Linked DNA regions of Mus musculus: regions 1 and 2 are each linked to region 3. A link is a contact called in public Hi-C and promoter capture Hi-C data. All regions are on one chromosome and are shown on one strand. Each heading gives the region's core, a stretch centred on a gene start, on an enhancer-like site or on the middle of the called end of the contact. The rest is flanking DNA. Distances are from core to core; before and after follow the strand shown.

The links. Promoter capture Hi-C pulls out the DNA fragments that hold promoters and counts their contacts. A called contact is a pair of places that touch in the nucleus more often than the background predicts.
Region 1: a Hi-C map of muscle stem cells shows a contact between it and region 3, with 4 times the contacts expected there. The contact joins the promoter of Scpep1 here to the promoter of Supt4a in region 3. A contact is called at or near these places in 1 of 484 Hi-C or Micro-C datasets (muscle stem cells) and 1 of 115 datasets of contacts at active chromatin or transcription factors (T-cell acute lymphoblastic leukemia).
Region 2: a promoter capture Hi-C map of liver shows a contact between it and region 3, with 2.6 times the contacts expected there. The contact joins the promoter of Coil here to the promoter of Supt4a in region 3. A contact is called at or near these places in 3 of 39 promoter capture datasets (hippocampal neurons and liver) and 1 of 115 datasets of contacts at active chromatin or transcription factors (T-cell acute lymphoblastic leukemia).

Annotation. Positions count from the first base shown.
Region 1 is chr11:88,954,086-88,956,785 of GRCm38.p6, forward strand. Scpep1 (serine carboxypeptidase 1) reads right to left here and starts at 1,357. Exons shown (of 13, transcript NM_029023.3): 1 at 1,209-1,357. The coding sequence starts at 1,284.
Region 2 is chr11:88,972,680-88,975,379 of GRCm38.p6, forward strand. It overlaps Coil (coilin), which reads left to right and starts at 1,256. Exons shown (of 7, transcript NM_016706.2): 1 at 1,256-1,523. The coding sequence starts at 1,270. It also overlaps the pseudogene 2210409E12Rik.
Region 3 is chr11:87,736,198-87,738,897 of GRCm38.p6, forward strand. Supt4a (SPT4A, DSIF elongation factor subunit) reads left to right here and starts at 1,354. Exons shown (of 5, transcript NM_009296.2): 1 at 1,354-1,471; 2 at 1,970-2,076. The coding sequence starts at 1,403.

The DNA of each region.
Region 1 (2,700 bases), core at 107-2,606, 1.2 Mb after region 3:
GAGCAGAGGTCCTGAGTTCAATTCCCAACAACCACACGATGGCTCACAACTATCTGCACAGCTACAGTGTACTCATATACATAAAATAAATAAATCTTTGAAAAAAAAAAAAAGACTGAAAATCAGGGGTGGTGAGATGACTCAGGAGATAAAAGACAGTGGCCACCAAGCCTGGCACCCTTAGTTCAGTCACAGGGAGCTACATCATAGAAAAACTGACTTCTCCGTGTTGTCCTCTGACTACACACACACACACACACCCTTTGACACTCACAAAACAAATTAAAAAAGAAAGAAAGAAAGAAAGAAATTAAATTAAAAGGCTGGAAAGATGGCTCAGCTGGTAAGATCACTTTCTCACTGTCTTGCTCTTCCAGAGGACCTGGGTTTAATTCCCAGAATTCACATGGCAGCTCACAACTTCTGTACCTTCGCTTTCCTGAGATCCAAAGCCCTCTTCTGACTTCTCAGAGCACCAGGCATACAAGTAGTACACAGACAGACATGGAGGCAAGACAAAATATATTTTTTTCCTTTAATAAAGTGAGAGTTAATCCAGACACTTGGTAGGTAAGAGTCCGAGGCCAGCCTAGTCTATGGAGAGAGTTCCAGGACAGCCAAGGCTACACAGAAAAAAACCTGTCTGGAAAAACAAACAAAAAGAAAAAAAGGAAAAAAACGAGAAGAAAAGAAAGAAAGAAAATGTGCCAATTTGCAAGTCATTCCACAAAACAAAATTCTTTTTTGCCCAAAAATAGGCCAGAGCAGTCAGCTGATATTTTGTCTCTTCTAAACCAGCAGAGGTGGCAGGCTTTGTTTCAAAGCAAGGATTTGTAGAGGTCTCTTTGGCCTCCAATCTCAGCTCAATCAAATGACCCTAAAACGTCACTAGGCAGCTAACCACAGGAGAAAGGGGAGGTGGCCTTTAGACCGTGAAGTCTCACTCATCAGCAATTTCCTGAAACCATACGTTTCTGTACAAACACTTCCATCTCCAGGAATCACCCTGCATCAGGAAGGGGCAGGAAAAGGCACTTTGAATTAAGACACAAATAAAAATTAAGAGGTTCAGAAACAATATAAATTTCTCAAGGGAAGAAGCGGGAGAAAGAAATGTGTTTTAAAAAAAAGAAAAAGAAAAACGCGAACGCATCAACAAATTCGAGAAGGAGGCACCCACCGTTGGTGCGTCTTTCTCACGAACCTACCCGCGCTGAAGCCCAGTAAGAACGATAGGAGCAGCAGCCACAGTCGCACGAGACAGATCCGCCGCGAGAGCTCCATGATGAAAACCCCGCCGCAACATCAGCAACAGGCAGGAGCCAAAGGCCATCGCGTGACGGCTTGCGCGGGGACTGGGCGGAGTCAGGGGCGGAGCCTAAGTGGGCCCTGACACTCCTAAGGATTCCGCGCTCCCTCTGCCGGTCGGACCCACCCAGGACCTCCTACAAAGGGCTCTCGAGGGAGGTGCTACAAAGGAGGCAGTTAATATGTCATCTGACCTTGGTTACTAAGTAGGGAAGAATTGAGAAAACTACAACTGGATAACCACCATCCCCTCAGCCCGGCCCGTGTTTGTCTTCTCCGACAAAAGGCTTATGTTTTATCTTTTAAGACTTGTTTTTATTATTTTATGTGCATATGTGTGTATGAATGTATATGCCACATGTGTGGGTTTATGCAGAAGGAGTGGGTTTCTCTGGAGCTAGGGTTACAGGGCTTTTTGAGTGGCCGGTGCAGATGCTGGGAACTGAATTTGAGTCCTCTGGAAAACCAACAAGTGCTCTTAAATTACTGAGCCATCTCCATAGTCTCAGGCCTAGAATTTTAAAAAATTGCATCTGAAAAGATGAAGTCAGATTAAAGCACGAACCAGCAGGTCTTTTAAGACTAGAGCTGGGCAGTGGTGGCGCACACCTTTAATTTCAGCTCTTGGGAGGCAAAGTCAGGTGGATTTCTGAGTTCCAAGCCAGCCTGGTTTACAGAGTGAGTTCAAGGACAGCCAGGGCTACACAGAGAAACCCTGTCTCAAAAAAAAAAAAAAAAAAAAAAAAAAAAAAAAACAGAAAGAAAGAAAGAAAAAGAGAGAGAGAGAGAGAGAGAGAGAGAGAGAGAGAGAGAAAGAAAGAAAGAAAGAAAGAAAGAAAAGAAGAGAGAAAGAAAGAGTCTAGATTCTATTTTCAGAAACCCATTACTTTGAAGTGGTGGCTCAGGGGTTAAGGGCATTGTTGCTCTTCCAAAGGACCCAAGTTTGGTTCCCAAGACCCACATGGTGGCGTACAGATTCAGAACTCCACATCTCATGATCCAGGGGATCTGGCACTTCCTCAAGCATACATATGATGCATATATAAGCCTGCAGGCAAAACGCTCACATAGATAAAGTGAATCGAAAATATTATTATCAAATCACATGTGTCATTAATATACTAGTAATTCATAAAAAATTACTATATAGATCCTATAACTTTTGGTTATGTATTTTAAACACAGCAAAAAAAAAGTGGACTTTTTCTCTCTTGATAGCATGGTCAACATCACTGTGTGTGATATACTATCTTCAAAGCAGTTATTTAAAAGAAGGTATCAAGGGCTTGTGGAGAGGAATTTGAAGAAAACATGGACTGCAGAGGTGTGTGTGTATGATATGTCTGTCTGAAGATAAATTTTTATTTTACGGAATATTTTAGGGGTACTGAG
Region 2 (2,700 bases), core at 6-2,505, 1.2 Mb after region 3:
CGACACAAGAAGACCACCATCTTCACTGATGCCAAGGAGTCAAGCACGGTGTGGGAGCTCAAGCGCATCATTGAGGGCATCATGAAGAGGCCTCCTGAGGAGCAGCTGCTGTTCAAGGACAACCAGCTCCTTGATGAGATGAAAACTCTGAGGGAATGTGGCTTCACTTTTCAGGTAGCAAGGCCAGAGACCCCAGCCACAGTGGGCCTGGCCTTCAGAACAGGAGATGTCTTTGAAGGCCTGGAGATCCACCCCTAATCTTTTCCTCCACCTCTTCCAGACGTGAGGAAGGATTCTGGAAACAGTGCTAAGGAACAAGATGTGCAGTGAGGGCCCCACAGCCAATTCCTAGAGACCTAGAGACCCATTCTCTAGTTGAAAATAAATAAATAAATTGGCTGTCTTTTAAAATAAATATTAAATAACCCTAAAAGCACAAATACTGCTCTCGCGTCATACTGTATTCTACCTCTCGACTGGAGGTGGCCAGCAGCCAGCAGCCAGCAGCAGCCATCCCTGAGGAGAAAGGAACAAAGCTAGAACAGGGCGTCCGTAGGGGATGATTCCCTCTGGGATGATAGGGCCTGCTACAGGCAGGACTGGTCGGGAACAGCAGGCTCTGGAGTGAATGGTGTGGTTCCTGAGTGTCTTCTCTGGGTACCTAGGCACCACCTGGAGTGTCTGAAGACAACTACAGTGTAACTTATATATAATAAATAAATCTTTTAAAGAAAATCTTCCTATTTATTTAGCTTTCTGACTCTCTGGACCGTCAACACTTTCAGAATACTGTTCTGCCTCAAGATGAGGAAAGCACTTGATCTGGTCAGGGACAGAGGACACACTGAACTCCCTGAGGCCCCCAAGGACGTGTGTGTGTGAGTTTTAAACAGTCTTATGAGAACTTTAAGTCTCGCATCACGAGAATGTCTCATTTTCTGCTTGGACACGCACCACAATTTGGTGCTTTCCTGACCTTTTTGGTAGAAAAGTAAAAACCTATTACAGGGGTTCGAGTCAGGCTTGCTGCTTATTAATTTTATAGATTTTTGGTTTGTTTCTGTTTAATTACACGAACCGATATCGTAGCAGCTATCCTGACAGTCAACTTGCATGTATGTTCAGCCCTGAGAAAGAATGGGGAGCTCGCGAGGGGAGCCTTACAGACCTACTTGCGCCCCCAGGCGGCGCACGCTAGCTGCTGCTGGGGGCGGGCCGCCGGACCACGCCGCTGCGAAAGCCCTTGGAACCTCTCGGCTTCCGTCGAGCATGAGCAAGATGGCAGCCTCCGAGACGGTTAGGCTACGGCTTCAATTTGACTACCCGCCGCCGGCCACTCCACACTGCACGGTCTTCTGGCTTCTGGTGGACCTGAACAGATGTCGAGTTGTCACGGATCTCATCAGTCTCATCCGCCAGCGCTTCGGCTTCAGTTCCGGGGCGCTCCTGGGCCTCTATCTGGAAGGGGGGCTGCTGCCCCCTGCCGAGAGCGCGCGCCTGGTGAGAGACAACGACAGCCTCAGGTGCGCGGGAGCGCGCGGGGGTGGGGGTGGGGGCGCGCGGCTCGGGGTGCGGGTGCGGGTGGGGGGCGCTTGCTGGACCGCAGGATGCAGGATCCGGGTAGCGAGCTAGCCAGCTGCGGAAAGGCAGGTTCGCGAGATCCTGAGTGGTCCAGCCCAGGATGGAGCATCCTTCCCCGGGTTCCCCGGGACGCTTCTCATTTCAGGGGGACTAAACTTGGAGCAGCTCCGGTGCTCAAGAGCAGGGCCAGTACTCACTCTGCCAGGCTCTGTGTGCAGTGTGCATGGCGCAAATATGCCACAGACCCGCCTTCTCTGGGCTGCACTTGCAGGCAGGAAGCAGAGATGTTTTCTGAGTAATGTATGGAATGGCCCACCTTAGCGCCTTGGCAGTGTCCACTTCTGGTGGATTTCTGTGTCTCATTCAGGTGTCATTGGGTCCCATCCAATTGGTATCGGAATGCGTTTCACGTGTCACACAGAAGGCTGTGTGTTTCAGTAGCTTGACTGCTTGCATCTCAAAGCCCTAGATTTGATTCCCAGCTGGCTAACCAGGAATCCCTGCACTGAGGAGGTGAAGACAGACAGGAGGATCAGGAGTTCAAAGTATCCTTGGCTACATAGGTCAGCCTGGCATATGTGAGAGCTGTTTAAAAAAGAAAAAAGGTAAAATCAGGCTGGGCGTGGTGGCGCTCGCCTTTACTCTCAGTAGTCGGGAGGCAGAGGCAGGTGGATTTCTGAGTTTGAGGTCAGCCTAGTCTGCAGAGTGAGTTCCAGGACAGCCAGGGCTACACAGAGAAACCCTGTCTTGGAAAACAAAAGAAACAAATGTGAGACAGAGAGAGAGAGAGAGAGAGAGAGAGAGAGAGGCCCGAGTGGAGGTGGCGTACACCTTGTATCCTAACTCTCAGAAGGCAGAGGCAGGCAGATCTCTGAATTTGAAGCCACCCTCGTGAGGGCTGGGTAGAGAAACCTGTCTCAAAACAACAAGAAGGAGAATTTAATCGTTGTCACTGAAGTGAGTATCCAGGAGCGACTACAGTGTGACTAGTTGGCAGGTGGCTTAGTTGTCTCAGATGGCGGGCTGATGCGATTGGTCATACCAGTTGGCATACATACTGATATAGTCTATGGTCCCACCACTTCCAACCACACCTCTAAGCTTCCGCTGCGGTGAGTT
Region 3 (2,700 bases), core at 104-2,603:
CCTTTTACCATAAATAAAATGATCCTCCTTCAGAGATGATAGAAGGCTTACATGAGATAGCACAGTGAAAATGTATTCCAAACTGAAAAGAGATTTCCCGGTGCTAGAAAGTATCTAAAACCCAGTCACTGAACCCCATGTGGATGCAGTTTGGGATAAAGCCTAGAATCAGTCTTGCTGTCCCTCAGTTTCAATGAGAAGGGCTGGAAGGACAGAACAGCGGGATTGCAACTATTTATATCCCAGCGCTCCAATTCAGATAAACACAAATGACCAGGCTTTTGCCTACATTCCAAGAGCCTTTGCTCTGTTCACACCGCACCAGACCTCGTATTTCTGTATGGTTTGCTCAGGATATTATCTCGGTGCCATTTAAGGAGACAAGGAGGAATTTTGTGTCCTACACAGTAAGCACATTGGCAGCTGGGGTGGGGTTAGAGTATGAGAAGTGAGATACCTAATCCACAGATGTTCCCATGGAATTATGTCTAAATGTGCCGAGAGTTTTACAAAGCGTAAATTATGAGCCAGGCGCGCAATCGAGAGGCTTTTAGGAGGAATTAAATACGCGTTTCCCTCTATCCAACACGCCTCCCCTTTCCCCGTCGGCACGGCTCAAGCTAGCATTCCTGGGGACCGCAAACGAAACCCTATCACGCTCTCCCAGTTACAAGAAGGGGTGGGGCCTCGTCGGGTTTTTGTCTCTGCAGGCGTCCAGAAAGGCAAGACTCATTGCCTCGAGCCTTAAAACAACCTAGCGCGAAGCGGCGGGCTTGTATTCTGAGCATTCCGGACACTGAGACGAGGGGCTTGTGTCAAAAAGTCAAATACCCGGGCGTGGTGGTGCGCGCCCATAATCCCAGAACTCCGAAAGTGAAGGCAGGAAGATCAGGAGTTCAAGATCACCGTCCCGTACTCAGAGGCCAACTTAGGAATTAGCATTGTCTCAATAAATGAGCAAACAAAATAAAACAAGCAGACAAAACAATCTAGGTTTTCCTCGGGAGTCTGAAGAGCACTCAGGCCAGAGCATTTTGGGCTCCATCAAAAGGCCCGCGTCGCGAGGCGCAGTCCCGCCAGTCGCCCCGCTCCACGCTTCCTGCGCATGCTCCAACCTCCCCCAGCTGCCCCGCCCCTACGGGCGCATCAGCTCCCAGCGCGCGCGCCGTCTTCCGCTCGCTCTCGCGAACCAGGTGACGGGCGCGCGCGCGGCCCAGGTGACCGGGCGGCCCCGCCCAGCGCTCCCGCGGGAGGAACCATCTTCTCCACGGGGAGGGAGGGGCGGGGCCTGCGATGGCCGGCACCGGAAGCGGAAGCTGCGTGCCCGACGCGTCTGGCATTCTGGGTAATGGTCTGTTTACTTCCTGCGGCTGGAGGAACCTGTGTTGTCGTATCGGTGAGGATGGCCCTGGAGACGGTACCAAAGGACCTGCGGCATCTGCGGGCTTGTTTGCTGTGCTCGTTAGTCAAGGTGTCCGTTGGGGCCTTGGTTGTAGGAGCGATCGGGGAGGCGAAACGGGAGAAAGAGGGTGAAATGGGGCCAGACACAGGAAAGGAAGGCTCTGAGATTCGGGGAGTGGGAAGCCCGAAAGCCTAAGGGAGCCGTTGTTTCCGTCCACGGAACGCGAGCCGGGTGGCTGTGCCTACTGGGGGCTGCGTTGCAGTTCTCGGCATAACTGAGCACAAGTTTGTCTCCCCGACAGACGTTCGGTGAACTTGCTGTGGTGGACTGGAAAGACACTAGGAGCCAGAGCAGCCGAGAGAGTAGCAGGAGAGGGTACCTGACCCCAAAGAGGCTAGAAAATATGTAAGCTGAATTAGGGACGCGAGCAAAAAGGTATGAGGGTGGAGTTTAGGAACAGTTTGGAGAGGAGAGGGTGTTGGGTTGTATAGAAAACGAAGAGGTTGGCTTTGTTGAAATATTAAGGCGTTGTTCATGCTCATACTTGCTTTTTTTTTTTCTTTCCAGACTATAGACCAGTTCGAATATGATGGGTGTGACAATTGCGATGCATACCTACAAATGAAGGGCAACAGAGAGATGGTTTATGACTGCACCAGCTCTTCATTTGATGGGTAAGCCCCTTTCACGCGCCTTTGTTTACTTCTGCACCCAGAAAGTTAATATGGGATAGATTTTTGAGGTCATAAGACTAGCTGGTCTCAGCAGTTCTGAGAGCTAGTCTATGTGTCCAGCCCAGTAGCTGTAAACTTTTGTAGTGTAAGACCCCCTTTCGGGGACCCCCGCTCTAGTCTCAGGAGTGTGAGAGCACCCAAAGAAACACGAGGACCCATCTTGCTGTAATTACATGAGGACGTTTAATTACGGAGCTCCGGACCGACATGTATCCCACACAGGAGATAACGGATGCCGGCCACGAGGCTCGAAAGCTTGGGGGTTTTATGGGGTAAGGGGCTTAGGGGTGTGGAATTGAGCATAGCGACACACTATTGGCTTATTCAAACATTAACAGAAAGATTACATGTACGTGCAGGGTGTCAGAGTTCTGTGAGTAGTTGACTCAGTTCAGATAGCCCTGTTATGTCCTCACATTCCCCTTTATCTTATGGTCAAGATGTTCCCAGGAATGTTTTAACTATGGGGCATACCCAGGTTTGTTTTTCTCTTTTCTCAGCCCCAGGCAGCCTCTAGGCTCACAAACAACCAGCAATTTCTGAGTACTTTATATGACTTACAGG